3 separate regions of the Sus scrofa genome follow, and regions 1 and 2 are each linked to region 3. Evidence: chromatin contacts called from public Hi-C and HiChIP or PLAC-seq data. All regions are on one chromosome and are shown on one strand. The core of a region is the stretch at or near the end of the contact, and the rest is flanking DNA. Distances in the headings are between cores, read along the strand shown. Region 1 holds the start of TIMP2 (TIMP metallopeptidase inhibitor 2). Region 2 holds the start of CYTH1 (cytohesin-1). Region 3 holds the start of USP36 (ubiquitin carboxyl-terminal hydrolase 36).

The links. A called contact is a pair of places that touch in the nucleus more often than the background predicts. HiChIP or PLAC-seq counts read pairs in DNA pulled down with a chosen protein or histone mark.
Region 1: an H3K27ac HiChIP or PLAC-seq map of skeletal muscle shows a contact between it and region 3. The contact joins the promoter of TIMP2 here to the promoter of USP36 in region 3. A contact is called at or near these places in 3 of 47 Hi-C or Micro-C datasets (blood, embryonic fibroblasts and fibroblasts) and 2 of 2 datasets of contacts at active chromatin or transcription factors (alveolar macrophages and skeletal muscle).
Region 2: a contact with region 3 is called in a Hi-C map of liver, with 7 times the contacts expected there. The contact joins the promoter of CYTH1 here to the promoter of USP36 in region 3. A contact is called at or near these places in 1 of 5 promoter capture datasets (liver), 4 of 47 Hi-C or Micro-C datasets (blood, embryonic fibroblasts, liver and 1 more) and 2 of 2 datasets of contacts at active chromatin or transcription factors (alveolar macrophages and skeletal muscle).

Annotation. Positions count from the first base shown.
Region 1 is chr12:3,252,853-3,257,549 of Sscrofa11.1, forward strand. It overlaps TIMP2 (TIMP metallopeptidase inhibitor 2), which reads left to right and starts at 1,942. Exons shown (of 5, transcript NM_001145985.1): 1 at 1,942-2,088. The coding sequence starts at 1,956.
Region 2 is chr12:3,352,897-3,357,652 of Sscrofa11.1, forward strand. CYTH1 (cytohesin-1) reads left to right here and starts at 3,369. Exons shown (of 13, transcript XM_013989851.2): 1 at 3,369-3,489. The coding sequence starts at 3,468.
Region 3 is chr12:3,306,055-3,310,959 of Sscrofa11.1, forward strand. USP36 (ubiquitin carboxyl-terminal hydrolase 36) reads left to right here and starts at 3,122. Exons shown (of 22, transcript XM_021066521.1): 1 at 3,122-3,241.

The sequences.
Region 1 (4,697 bases), core at 692-3,191, 54 kb before region 3:
GCCCCCGAGTTACCTGTTTCATAAACTCACAAATTGATTTTAGCTTCTGTAAAGTTCAACAGCATTTTGCTCTACTTGTAATAACAAAGAAAGAGAGAGAAGAAACTGAAAAGGCAGCCAACGTGTCATAATTTCCCGAATTCACTGTACTTAAGAAGTTAGCATCAAACACCATTTCACGAATGACACGGCTCTATTTTACAGAAACAAAAGCCGAAAAAGTGACTTTGGATTTGTCAGGGTGCTAAAAATAACTGCTCTGCCTATTTGACTTGGTTCCAAGTTGTCTGTTGCAAAGCACGCATAAACAGAAAGAAACTGTTTTTCCATTCTTTCAATATTTTCCAGTTTCATATCTCGAGTCAGCATCACACAGCTTAGCGGGTGATTATTCTTTAATTATGTCTTTATTCTTCGGTTTACAGCTCTGCAGCTCGATTACAAACATCCTGCGGGCAAGAATGAAGCTCTCTGTGCAACAGTGCCCACCACAGAAGGGGCTCATAGGCAGACGGGGTGGGGGGGGGTGTCACATTTCCTGATGGATGCCTCCTAAGACCCTCTGCCTTTCTTGGAACCCAGAATTGTTTTGGGAAAAGTCCTTCAGCTCCCACGCTTGTGGGCTAAGGGAGGAACCATGAGCAGGGCCCAGAAAATGCCTTCATCCAGTCCTTCAGGCTCCTGGGCTTCTGGGCCCAACCACCCCCCTTGCTGGCTGGTTAAAAATATGGCCAGTTTATGAATCCCGTTTTGGAGTTCCCTTTGTGGCTCAGCGGTAACAAACCCGAGTAGCAGCCATGACGACGCCGGTTTGGTCCCTGGCCCTGTTCAGTGGGTTAAGGATCCAGCCTTGCGTTGTGGTGTATGTGGCAGACCCTACTCAGATCCCCTGTGTGGCTGTGGCTGTGGTGTAGACTGGCAGCTGTAGCTCTAATTTGACCCCTAGCCTGGGAACTTCCCCGTGCCTCGGGTGCGGCCCTAAACAAACAAACAAACAAACAAACAAAACCCTGGTTTGCTCCTGGTAACCACTCTGCCTCTCCCTCTAACTCCGCTGGCTAAGCGCACTTAAAATTCTAAGGCCTCCATTTGAAAAGGAGTCCTTGGTAAGTTTCAGGCCACCCAGCCACAGGGAGCAGGGGGCGGGGGCAGGGCGAGGGGCGGCCGAGAACGACCCCTGTTCCAAAGCGCACATCCTTTTTCTCTTTCAGTCTCTGGCTAGAATCTCAGCGCCCCCCGGGGTGGAAGGGAATCAGGCAGTGTACACCTCCTGTGCCCAGCTGGAGGGGAAGGGCTGGTGGGTGTGCCGCCTGATGCCCTGGAGGGGTGGGCTGCGAGTCCCAGGTGCTGAGTCAGGCTGTGTGGGGCGCTGTCCGCGCCGCAGCACCCCCTCCCCCAACCCCTGGCGATTCGGGAGCCTGCAGGGTGCGGTCCCGGGCGGGGGGAAGCCAGGTGCGCAGCGGCGGGCCGGGGGCCGGGCCGGGCTGGGAACAACAAAAGCCGGGCTTGGGGGAGGGCCGGGAGGCGCGGGAGGCGCGCGGGGAGGGGAGCTCCCGGGGCCGTCATTGGCCGCCCGCCACCGGGGGGCGGAGCCAAGGAGCTAAGTATCGCAATAAAAGGCCGGCTCGGCCCGCGCCCGCGGCGCACACATCCATAGAAGGCAGTGGAGCCGCCGGGACCCAGGCCGCGGCGCGCCCGCCTGCTCGTTCGCCCGCCGCCCGCCGCCCGCCGCCCCCGCCCGCTCTCTCCTCCGCGCCGCGGGCCGCACCCCGCGCCCCTCGCCGCGCCCGCGACCAAGAGCCGAGAAAGTTTGTGCGGCAAGTGCGGGCCAGAGCGGAGGGCGCGCCCGCGGAGCGCCGCCGAGACCCGCGCGGCCCCGGCCGGCGAGAGGGGAGCTCCCCGAGCCCAGGCGGCGGCGGCGAGCCCGAGCCCGCGCCCCCCGCCCCCCGCCCGCCATGGGCGCCGCGGCCCGCAGCCTGCGGCTCGCGCTCGGCCTCCTGCTGCTGCTGGGGACACTGCTCCGCCCGGCCGACGCCTGCAGCTGCTCCCCCGTGCACCCGCAACAGGCGTTTTGCAATGCAGACGTAGGTAAGGACCGCGACCCCGCCCCGGCCCGGTGCCCACCGCCCCCGCGGGCCGCGCGGGACCCCCGAGGTTTCGCCGGCGCCCCGCCCGCCCGGCCGCATCTTGCAGAGGGACCCAGCGCCCGCCTCCTGGGCCTCGGTGCCTTCTAGAATCCTGCAAGTTGACGCCAAAATCGTACTTTCTTTTCCCCCTTCCTTCTCTCCCTTTCTTTTCCTCTCTGCCGAGATGCTTCTCAACCTCAAAATTCCACCGAAATTCCGCTGCAGCTCCAGCCCCAGAAAAGGGAGCCAGGGAACGGATCGGGTTTTGGCAGGCGGAGGGCCCTGGGATGCCAGCGCGGGGGTGGGGAGAGTGGGGGACACGGCGTGGGGGTGGGAGGACTGGGGACCCCGGGAGGAAACTTTCACAGGTGAAATGAAATGGGAGTTGGGCTCCTCTGGGCTTGGAGCTGGGTGGGGAAGGGCTGCACCAGCGGGGCCTCTCCCACCAGCCCCATTTGGGGCTGGTCAGATCAGGCTGGCCAGGACGGAAGCTTCCCTCTCCTGGGCAGGCTCCCCTGGCCTCCGAGGGGTAGGGAGAAAGATGGGCAGAGCTCCAGGGCGGGCTCCTTGCTCCATACCCTGCATCCAGGGACAGGCAGGAGCGTCCTTGAGTGGTGACTGCTTTTTCAGGACATTCACACAAATTGGGGGCTCTGGTGACTGGAGGCTGAGATAGGGCTGTATGGCTGCTTAGAGGCCCCAGCAAGTATCTGTTCCCCTCAGGGCCCCTTGCCCCCCCAGAGATGGGAGCTCTCCAGGGAAGGAGAGCTTGGTTATTTGTTGATCCCCAGAGGGGCAGGAGACAGAAGCAGGGAGAATGCAGCAAAAACGGGAGGAACCACCTGGGCCCCAGCGGTTCCCAGCCAGCTCTGGTGCTCGCAGGCCCCCTGTGCCCTGGTGATGGTCAGGCGGTTTTTCCCGAGGCACGCTGCCTTTAACCAGAAGGACAGATGCACAGCAGGTGGGCCTCTGCGGCTGCTTCCAACAGGTTTTTTTCAGCTTCTAAGTGTCAGCCAGCAGAGCATCTTGTTGCCAGGCCAGGTGTGGTGAGGCTGGGCCACACTCACGTGGGCCGACTCAAAGCCAGGGTCTGTGGGTTTCTCCTCCTGTCAGCCATGCCCCTCTGATCTCCCCACACTCCCCTGCCTCCTCCCCGGCTCCTGGCCACACCCCAGTTGGCCCCTGGAACTGCCACCACCGCCTGGCTTGGGAGGTCTTCAGGCACAACACGTAGCTCAGGCCACCTGCGCGTGGGGCGAGGTGTGTGCTTGCCTTCCGCAGAACTCGAATTGGGGCAAGTCGAGTCTGTCCTCCAGTTTGGAGAAGATTTGCAGGAGGAGGAGAGGCTCCTCCCAGTGGGGGGGCCGGGACTGGCCCTCCCGTGGGATGTCATGTCGCCTGGGGGTCCAGGCCTGGGCAGGCCCCTCGCTGAGAGAGAGGCTGCGGTCGGGGCAGAATCAGGCCCAGGCCCCGAGGGAACCCATGGCTCGGAAGACACTGGGGTCGAGGGGGCCAAGAGGGAAGGGGCTGGGCCTGGGGACCACCTTACACCCCTCAGCTGCGCGGAGACAGTGTCCAGCCAGCCGCTCCCATCCTTGTCCAGCATCAGCCAAGGTTTCTGCTTTGGGTTTGGATCAAGGGCAGCAAAGGTCAGGGTCCAGGAGACTCCGTGAGTCTGCAGGCTCCTTCTTGCTTGGCGCGTCACCCTCTCTTCCACCTGCACCTCCTGACATTTGTGTCCAAATCATTTGCAGCAAAATCATAGCCGAGCCCACACTTTTAACCCCAGCCCAGCCCAGCGGTCCAGCCAGGCCAGCCGAGGCCAGACTCGTGCTGCAGAGCCCAGTACATGAGATTCCTGTGGCTGCTGCAACAAGTGACGGCAGACCGGGAGCCCTAGACCATAGGCACTGATTCTCTCTCAGTCTGCAGGGCCTAAGGGCCAAGGTGAAGGTGCTGGCAGGGGACGTCCCTTTGGAGGCTCTGAGGGGGTCTGTTCCCAGTCTCTCTCCTGGTGGCTCCGGGCCACCCTTGGTGTCCCTTGGCTTATGGACACGTCGCTCCAGTCGCTGCTCCATTCCCTCGTGGCCCTCTTCTCTGCCTGCCCGTGTCTTCTCCTCTTGTACCAGTCATTGGATTCTGGGCCTGCCCTAGTCCCCTGTGACCTCGTCTTGTTCACATCTGCAATCCCCTACTTCCAAATAAGGCCACATCCCCAGGTTCTGGGTGGACGTGAAGTTGAGGGGGATGCTGCCCAGGCTCGTTCCACACGCAGCCCTTCTGTGCTCGTTCCACCCCGGATATGCTGCTGAGACCTCCCAGGGTGTGGGCCCCGGATGGCCGTGGAGCAAGCCCTGCAGAAAAAGCAGTGGCCTTTCCATGCCTGCTTCTCCTTTAGGTGCTGCAGGCTCGGTGATGATTCCCGCTCCGGCCGAGAGCGGCGTTGCCTGGGGTCTGGATCTCTTTGCAGATACCGAAGGTCTGGTTCAGATCTTGGCTTTTGTAATTTTAAAGCCCTCCAGGTGACTGTGCCATCGAGGCAGTGGCCCAGGAGTCTGGGAAAGGCAATGG
Region 2 (4,756 bases), core at 2,119-4,618, 47 kb after region 3:
AGCGGGTTAAGGATCCAGTGTTGCCCCAGGTGCAGCTCAGATCTGATCCCTGGCCTGGGAACTCCACAGGCCGTGGGGCAGCCAAGTAACTACATAAATAGCAAGCTATGAATTTTCTAGGGCCGCCATAGCAAAGTCCCACAGACAGAGTGGCTTAAAACAACAGAAGTTTATCCCCTCACAGTCTGGAGGCTGGAAGTCTGGAATCAGTGTTGGCAGGGCCGTGCTCTCTCTGAGGAATCCTCTACCTCTTCCAGTTTCTGGTAACCCGGGCGCCACTTGGCTTGTGGCAGTGCCTCTCCAGTGTCTGCCTTCATCTTCACGTGGCCTTCCCTGTGTATCTGTGTCCTCATCTCTTTTCATAAGGACACTAGTCATTGGGTTGGGACCATCCTAATGATCTCATCTTCACTCGATTACATCTGCAAAGACCCTGTTTCCAGACTAGCTCACAATTCACAGGTACTGGGGTTAGGGCTTCAACGTATCCTTCTGGATTCACAGTTCGACTCCTAAGAGGATGGAGGGTCTGTACTGAAGAGTCTCCTGCTTCTGTTGCCCTGGCAACGGACTCCTCTCCCCGAGGCAGGGTGGTCTCCAGGCTCCCGTGTGACCTGCCAGCCACAGTCCACACTCATCCTCTATGGTGGAATCCTCAAGAGGGCACGGCTTTGTGGCCACTTCCTTTGTGCTGTGCCCCCAGCATGTTGAACAGTGGCTGGCACAGTCCAGGCCGCTCCCAATGTTTGTCAAATGGCTAAATGTACGAGTGAACACACGTCACATGTATGTGTATTTTTGTTAGAGATGGAAATATACACACCTGTCTGTCCTCCTTTTCCCACTTAATACAGCTTGGCACTCGGCTCACGTGGGTGAAGGTGGCAATCAGCCTCCATCTTTTAAAAGCCTGTGGGTGCTCCCTTGTGTGAAAGTATCGGAAGCCGGGAACCTGCTCCCTTTTGAACACTGTTTCTAAAGAAGTTTGAAACACCATCGTATATGCACAGGAAAGAATGCATCTGGGGTTACCTCGGCTCACAAAACTTGCTCTGAAATTCTAATGTTTGAAGAGATCTGGGGGAAGCAGCAGACAACTAGACTCCCTGCCTCCAGCTCTGCCCTTTGAGGTCTCGCTGTGCTCCAGGGGCTGAGGACACAAGCGGCAGGTGAAGCTGAACTGGTGGCTCCTATTCTACACTGTGAGCTCTGTGAGCCTCAGTTTCCAAATCTGTAGTGGGCGATAGCAGTTCAACGAACCCTCCCAGCCATGAGCTGATAGAGGGTCTTACGACAGTGACCCTCAGTCACGTCCATTTTACATCCCTACCAGCGCCAAACATCATCCTTATGATGTGTGATGGACGTGGATTCTATTTTATTCTGTCTTCTCTTCAGTCCATGGTGACTGGTTTCTCAGCCTTTCAGCGTCAGGACCTGCCTTTTGAACACTCCGTTAAAATGAAACAATGTAAGTTAAGGGAATTTGTAAAGAGTCCATTCTATGCTAATCGAAGTGATTAACATTCAGGCCCCGTATCCCTTTCCATCTCCAGGGACCGGGTTTGGGAGTTGAGATCAGATCTTAGAACTACCTTGTTACCTGAATTGCTTTCCTCCCAAGTTTTGGTCATTGAGCAAGAGTTAGGTGAAACCAGTGACGACTAAACTCCTAGGTCCACCAGAATCAACCTTTGAGAAGTAAGAGAACAAACACTCTGTACAGCGGAAGTGTCTGACTTCTGGAATGACTCGCAAGCAGCACGGAATCTAAGGAAAAGGAGACCACCTTCTCGGACGCTCAGGAGCCATCAAGCTTCTCCACCACAGGCTGGTCAGACAACTCAGGGGAGTCAGAGGGTGTCTGTGAACACATGATTGTCTCAGCCACCCAAGGGTGGGCCAGAGCTGCACCCTGATGGGATGTAACAATTAGGATTCCTCAGGCTGATGTGTTGAAATCCATCTCATCTAACAAAAATATTGTCCGCGGTGGAGAAGCCGAGTGCACGGTGACAGATCTGTCACTTCGGAGATCAATATTGGGCAGAAGCCCGGATTTTACAGGCAGAGGCTGTGTTCTAGGAGTGGGAAACAGGTCCGGGGAGTCGAGCTGTTTGCCCAGGTCATAAGGCAAATAGGAAGCAGATGCAGAAAGTTTCCTCATTCATTTATTCCTTCTGCATGAGAGGAATTACTTTTCTTTGTTGTCTCCTGGGAGGCATATTTTAGGGCTGTCTGGCCAGTAAGGAAACAGGCTGCTGAGACAGGTATTGCAATCCAGGTCTTGTGACCTTTAAGGGACATTTCTGGGGATTTGGGTTGTGCTTTCCTCCAGCAGCTCCGGGGTGCAGCACGTCATGCTGCGTGTCCAGAGCTGTGCACACCAGGAGGAGCCTGGACCTCCCTGTGCGATGAGTGATTTTGATGTCCCTTCCAGCTGAGGCACTTGTAATTTTTATGGGTAACACCAAACCAAGGAAGAGTGACTGCAACTGGGAGTGGCTGGAAAAATGGCGTTTTTCTTCACTTTTCTAAATTAAAAATTGCAGAGGTCCCCACCCCCAGGTGCAGAGCTCAGGCCCATGCTCAGCAAAGGGGGGCAGCTCAGTTTACTGGTGGGAGGGGACTGGTCTGCAAAGTGCAGGCAAATGAAACATGCAGGGAACAGTCTAGAAACTCGTGAATTTAAGAGGCACAGGAATCAAGGTCTCCGAAAGCCTTCATGGCTCAGAGACGAGGTGCTTCCCTTTGAAACTAGATCTGGTAAATAAAGACAAGTAAAAGAAAGTATGAGACTGGGATCTCATGACAGTCACAGTACTAAGATTCAGACCACAGTAATAGTGAATTCAAATATTCTGGTCTTTGGCCAAGGGCCAGGCTCCTCTGGCAATCTGGGCGGGCCTGACCTGCGAAGCTGACGTCAGCGAGGGCCACCCTGCCCTTCAGTGGCCGGACACGACCTTGGGCCTTTGTGGGCGGCCTGGCTTGGGTTGTGTCGCTGGGGCCAGCTCTGCCCTTGCGAAAGCCGAAACCTGCGGGGCCTCCGGAGGCGGCCGGGGCGGGGCTGGGGCTGGGGCGTGGTCGGGGCGGGGCCTCTGGCCAAGGGGCGCGCCGGGGGCGGGGCCTGGGTGGGCGAGCCTACGCAGGAGCGGGCGCTCTAGAGGACGCAGCCCCGGCAGCCCCGGCGGCGCGCGCGCGAACGGCGGGGGCGGGCCTGCGGACCCGGGGGCGGGGCCTGGGCGGGCGCGCGTGCGCAGGCGCCGGCCGGGAAGCGGCCGCGTGCAGGGGAGTGTGTGTGTGCGCGCGCGCAGGCGGCAGGCGGGGCGCCCCGCGGGAGGCGAGGGGCGGGCGGCGGGCGCGGGGCCGGGGGCGGGGCTCCGAGGCGGGCTGGGCTAGTGGGGCCGGGAGCGACGGGACCAGGGGCGAGCGGCGAACCGGGCGTGGAGCTCGGCCCCGGCACCATGGACGAAGACGACAGCTACGGTCAGTATGGCCCGTGGCCCGACCGGCAGACGCCCTCTTTCTCGCTTCCTCTCTTCTCCGGCCCGGCGCCCGGCCGCGCCTCTGGCGGCTCGCGTTTCCCGGGGACGGTGGTGCCGGACGGGAGCCCGGGGCAGCAGGGCCGGGCGGTGGCCTCCGCAGGGCAGGGGTCCGCGGTGGCCCGGAGGCGGAGGGCTGAGGGACGCTGAGGGGCCGGCGTCGCAATGTCCGGGTCTCCAGGGCGGGCGCCGGGGGTCGCCGGGCTGGGGTCTCTGGGGCCGTGGTCGTGGACCGGGGTCTCAGGGCCCGAGTGTCCAGGGTGGGGATCTTCGGGCCGATGCTGGCGAGGCGGGGATCTCCGGCCTCCGGTCTCTGGGACGTGGGTCTTAGGGCCCGGGGTCTCTGGGGCGAGGGTCACTGGGTCTGGGTCCCGGGGGCGAGGGTCGCCGGGGCGAGGATCTCGCGGCGGGGGTCTCGGGCTGCGTTCGCAGAGCGAGGGTCGCGGGGCCGGGGTCTCGGGCTGGGTTCGCAGAGCGAGGATCTCGGGGCGGGGGTCTCGGGGCCGGGGTCTCGGCGGGGGTCGCGGGCCGCTATCCGGCGCGGGCCCGGCCGTCCTGCAGCCCCACCGCGGGCCTCAGCGATCGCTCGAGTCCCCGCGGGCGCGTTCTCCGTAGTTTCCGGCCCTTTCGGTGTTCGCAAGTTGTGTGCCCCGGTCCAGGTCTTTGTTCAGAGCGAAAATGAGAAAACAGAGCCAGCGAACCCGTAGTGGGCAGGCTGCGACTTGAGGGTGCCGTCGGGGCCAGGACCCCGGCCACCCCCGATCGCTGACCGCTGTTGCGTGTGAACTGGCTGCTGGTACGAAACTCCTGCCGGGGAAGCCCGACGGGCGCGGAGTAACCCAAGTTTGCTTTCTTGTCTGCGCACAGAGACGCGGCATCGTAATCACACAACACAGAGAAAACTTGACAAAACTACCATTTTGCAAATCCTCCTCCAGCTAAGCTTACCCTGGAAGCTCTTGGCCAGCGGCAGGGCATTCCTCCCGCAAATAGCTCCAGATCGTGGGGTGCTGCAGGTTCCGTGAGATGCTTTAGTTAAGTCACTGACCATTTTGTTTATAGGAAATTAAAGAGTGGCCTATAGAAGGAGTGGTGAACTTTTGTCGTTTAGTGGCAGAGTTTGAAACGCTTATGAGGCTAAATGGAACCCAGTCCTGCTTTAGTGACAAAGCGACATAGGCAGCGTTTGTTTCTTGAATTCTGAGGGAGCA
Region 3 (4,905 bases), core at 1,872-4,371:
TGAACTCAGCAGTAGCAGCAAATATCATCAATATTGTTATTAAAATCAAAGATCTGCTGGAAATCATCTTTATTTCACAGATGATCACAAGGAGGCCCGGGGGGTTAGTTGAAAGAAGTGTCCAAAACAACCTTTTTTTCCTTCTTTTTTGGCTGTCACGAAGCATATGGTCTTGACGGCAGATCCTCGCCACAGTTAGTTGCAACCTCTGCCATGGGGCAACGGCAGATCCTCGACCCAGTGTCAGGCTGGGGATTGAACCTGTGTCACAGTGCTCCCGAGATGCCACTGATCCCGCCACAGCATGTCCCATTTTTTTTTTTTTTTTTTTTTTTTTTTTTTTTTGCTATTTATGGCCACACCTGCAGCATATGGAGGTTCCCAGGCTAGGGGCCAAATAGGAGCTACAGCTGCCGGCCTACACCACAGCCACAGCAACGCAGGATCGAGTTGTCTGTGACCTACACCACAGCTCAAGGCAACGCTGGATCCTTACCCACTGAGCGAGACCAGGGGTTGAACCCGCAACCTCATGGTTCCTAGTCAGATTCATTTTGCTGTGCCAGGACAGGAACTCATGTCCCCACATTTTTATTTTTATTTATTTATTTTTGCTGTTTTCAAAAGTAATTTATTTTCCATTAATTTTGAACAAACAACTTTACAAACATAAAAACATGTCTTATCTCTGGAGTAAATATATTCCTACATAGTAATGTTGACATCTTTTTTTTATTATATTCCCTTTTTATTTTTATTTTATTTTTTTTGTCTTTTGCTATTTCTTGGGCCGCTCCCGCCGCATATGGAGGTTCCCAGGCTAGGGGTCTAATTGGAGCTGTAGCCACCGGCCTACTCCAGAGCCACAGCAATGCGGGATCTGAGCCACGTCTGCAACCTACACCACAGCTCACGCCAACGCCGGATCCTTAACCCACCGAGCAAGGGCAGGGACCGAACCCGCAACCTCATGGTTCCTAGTCGGATTCGTTAACCACTGCGCCACGACGGGAACTCCTATTCCCTTTTTAATAGACTATTTTTTTATTGTTACTTTCCCAACACAATTTTTTTTTTCATTGTACAGCATGGAGACCCAGTTACACATACATGCGTACATACTTTTTTCTCCCATTGTCGTGCTCCGTGGTATCCAGCCATAGTTCTCAGTGCTACACAGCAGGATCTCATTGTTAATCCATTCCTTAACCCCAAGCTCCCACTCCCTCCCACTTTCTCCCCTCCCCCGGGGCAACCACAAGTCTATTCTCCAAGTCCATGATTTTCTTTTCTGTGGAAAGATTCCTTTGTGCTGTGTATTAGATTCCAGTTACGGAGTTCCCGTCGTGGCGCAGTGGTTAACGAATCCGACTGGGAACCATGAGGTTGTGGGTTCGATCCCTGCCCTTGCTCAGTGGGTTAACGACCCGGCGTGGCCGTGACCTGTGGTGTAGGTTGCAGATGCGGTTCGGATCCCACGTTGCTGTGGCTCTGGCGTAGGGGGGTGGCTACAGTTCCGATTCGACCCTTAGCCTGGGAACCTCCATATGCCGAGGGAGCGGCCCAAGAAATGGCAAAAGGACAAAAAAAAAAAAAAAATTCCAGTTATAAGTGATATCATACAGTATTTGTCTCTTTCTGACTTACTTCACTCAGTATGAGTCCCTAGTTCCATCCATGTTGCTGCAAATGACATTACTTCGTTCTTTTTTATGGCTAGGTAGTATGTCTCCATATTTTTAATCACTCATTTATGCATTGTATCAGGACTGGAATAATGAGAAAGCCTTGAGTCGTTGTTTTAGGGCACAGAGAGGACTCAGGGACAAATCCCAATCTGAATCTCTGTAGTTGAGGATTCTCAGAGACAGGGTAGAGCGTAAACTCAGGCTCCTGTGAGTTTGTTTATGCTTGTCTGCTTTTTCAACACCCCCCACACCAAGTAATAACTACCGGTGGATTTTGTTTCTTTTTCTTTTTTTTTTTTTGCTATTTCTTTGGGCCGCTCCCGCGGCACATGGAGGTTCCCAGGCTAGGGGTTGAATCGGAGCTGTAGCCACCGGCCTACGCCAGAGCCACAGCAACGCGGGATCCGAGCCGCGTCTGCAACCTACACCACAGCTCACGGCAACGCCGGATCGTTAACCCACTGAGCAAGGGCAGGGATCGAACCCGCAACCTCATGGTTCCTAGTCGGATTCGCCAACCACTGCGCCACGACGGGAACTCCGATTTTGTTTCAATTATACCCATCCTCTCCCACCATCCCTGCTTGAAGGACTGTGCGGAAAGGGGGCATGACAACTAGGTCTGGGTTTCTAGTTGGTTCACCCAGGAACCCGCCCAGCCCACCCTTCACACTTGTCAGCAGTTGGGTCGTGTACTCCTTCTAGGAAACGTCGTTTACTGTGAAATAACAATCATCTTTTGCTTCTATGAGAGTATCTGGAGGTCAGGCCACGAGCAGCGCTCTCTTCACGTGCTCTGGGGAACCCGACGGAAGGCAATCCGGCGGATTCAGGTGAAAGACATTTTTAAAAATACTGTAAAAGCAAAACGTGTTTGCAAACATTCAACCAATTCAAACCTTAACTGTAGTCAGGAAGACTCTTTTGGAGGAAGGGAGTGGAGTCTGGGAATTGCGCGAGGCCCCGCACTCTGTAAAGGTCATTCGCCCTCACTTCCGACCCCTTCATCCCAAGAGCTCTTTGCTCCGCCACACCAGGCTTTACTGGGCCTGTAGCCCTCTTCTCGCCCGGCAAGTGTCTTGGTTATTAAAGGCCTCAGAGGGTGCGAGCCAGGGCCACGCGCGCCCGTCCGGACAGTGCGCAAGAAGGAAGGTCGGACGCCGCCACAGGTGCGCCCAGCGCGCCAGACCCGGAAGCAGGCGCCTCACGTGCTTTTCCGGAACTCGCCCGGCAAGGGCCTAGAGGGCGGGACGACTCCCGCTCTACGTGCTTGCGTCACCGCGTAGGCTCGCGGAGCGCGGATAGGGGAGATGACGTACAGGGTGCGTATAGCGGCTGTGGGCGGGCCCAGGGAATGGGGTCCAAGCTAGCCCCGCCTCTTAAAGCTGCAGAGGGCTTTAGGGGTTCCGCCGCCCGGGCTGCGAGTCGCTGGCGCCTTTAAGCGTCATCGTGACACGTGTGTGAGGCGCCGGAGGCCCGGATGGTGCGTGTGCGGGGCCGTGCAGAGTAGACGCCAGCGCCGCGGGCCTGCTTCCCGGCCTGCCGAGGGCCAGGTAGGTTGGGGCTGGGTCGGGGCAGCGCGCAGACCGGGTGGAGGGCTTCAGGCAGGCGGGGCGTGGGAAGGTGCAGTCCGATGCGGCGTGCGCTGGGAGGGTTCTGGGGACACTTGAGTGCTCGTCTGCGAGGGACTGTGGGTTCCACGGGGAGGTCGTGAAGCTGCGCAGTCCCCACAGGCTGCGCGTCCACGAGCGGTTCCGGAGCCCACGGAGAGGCCCCAGGGTTGCGCGTCCGCGAGGGGCTCCGGGGTCTAGAGGAAGGCCTCGGGCTACGCGGTCCGCGAGGAGCTCCAGGGCCGACGGGGAGACTTGTCCAGGACTGCTCTCTGCTCTTCTCCGCACACCTGGGCCGACCCTTGGTGGAAGGGAGAGCAGCCCTGGCCAGGAGCCCACGCTGCTGTCGATGTTGGGCTCAGTCGTTACATGCAGAAGCGTCTTTTATGCAGGATTCAGACTTCCAATGGAGTGACCTAAGTCAGAATCATGGGAAGGGCGTTCATTTGGTAGTTGAGCTGAGTTCTGTCTGTTTCCTTTTAGTAAGAGATGTGGAGAAAGTAGCTTTCCTCATGGTCGTGGTGGACGTGAGGACTCGGTACAAGATGTGTTTCTTAAATACTCATTTCTTTGGTCACGTAGCATTGGGTCTCCCCTGGGGTTCCAGGAGCGAGACTAGCATCCTCAAACCAAGACAGATGAGAGAGGAAAGCATCGTGGTCCTGACACAGTCCACTGTCTCCGAGGGATGCAGACAATCAGGCCTCCGAGGAGAGGGGAGCTCAGCTTGCTCCCTCCTGGCTGCGGCCTGCTGTTTGCTCTGCAGAAGAGCCCTCCGAAAGAGCCCCAGGGAGGCCCCAGCCCCTGGTCCGGAGCTCCTCCCTGCCAGCACGTGGTTGACGCTGCCAGTCTTGGGTGCAGTTTATACTGGAAAAGTGCATTTAAAGGGAGGGAAGGGAAAATGTGCTTGAATGGCGACTGTTTGGAGGAAGCTTTTGAGTCGAGGTAGAAACAAGCAGGGGTAAGTGTGAGATGTTTATGAACCACAGGAAACGGACAGGAGAGGGTATCCTTTCTGAATTTTGAAGAGCCTCTTATCCAGTGTTGCATCAGAGGCTTTGCCGACGGCGTTCCCATTGTGGTTCATTGGGTTACAAACCCAGCTGGTATCCATGAGGACGTGGGTTCGATCCCTGGCCTCGCTCGGTAGGTTGAGGATGTGGGGTTGCCGTGAGCTGTGGTGTAGGTCCCAGATGCACCTCCGATCCCGCGTGCCTGTGGCCGCGGTGTAGGCCGGCAGCTGCAGCTCTTATTCAGCCCCTAGCCTGGGAACCTCCACGTGCCTTGGGTGTGGCTCTGAAAATGGGGGGAAAAAAGACCTTGCTGACGATGACAAGGACCTTTTTCTCTCGCATGCTGTACCTCAGAGGTCCCATTCGGGTTGTCGCTTAATGTTTCCGGTGGAACTGGTGATGTAGAGGTTTGATCTCTGTGTCAAAACTTGGAAAATTGTGTTTGCTCAAAGTCTCTGCGTCCACACTGAGGAGGGGACTGTGTGGAACTTGGGTGTTCTTTAAGGTATTTATCTCAAATTGGGTTAAATCTCCCAAGTGCTGTTTAATCCTCTGCCTTCCCCCGCCCACAAGCCCACGCCCACAACGGAGTCC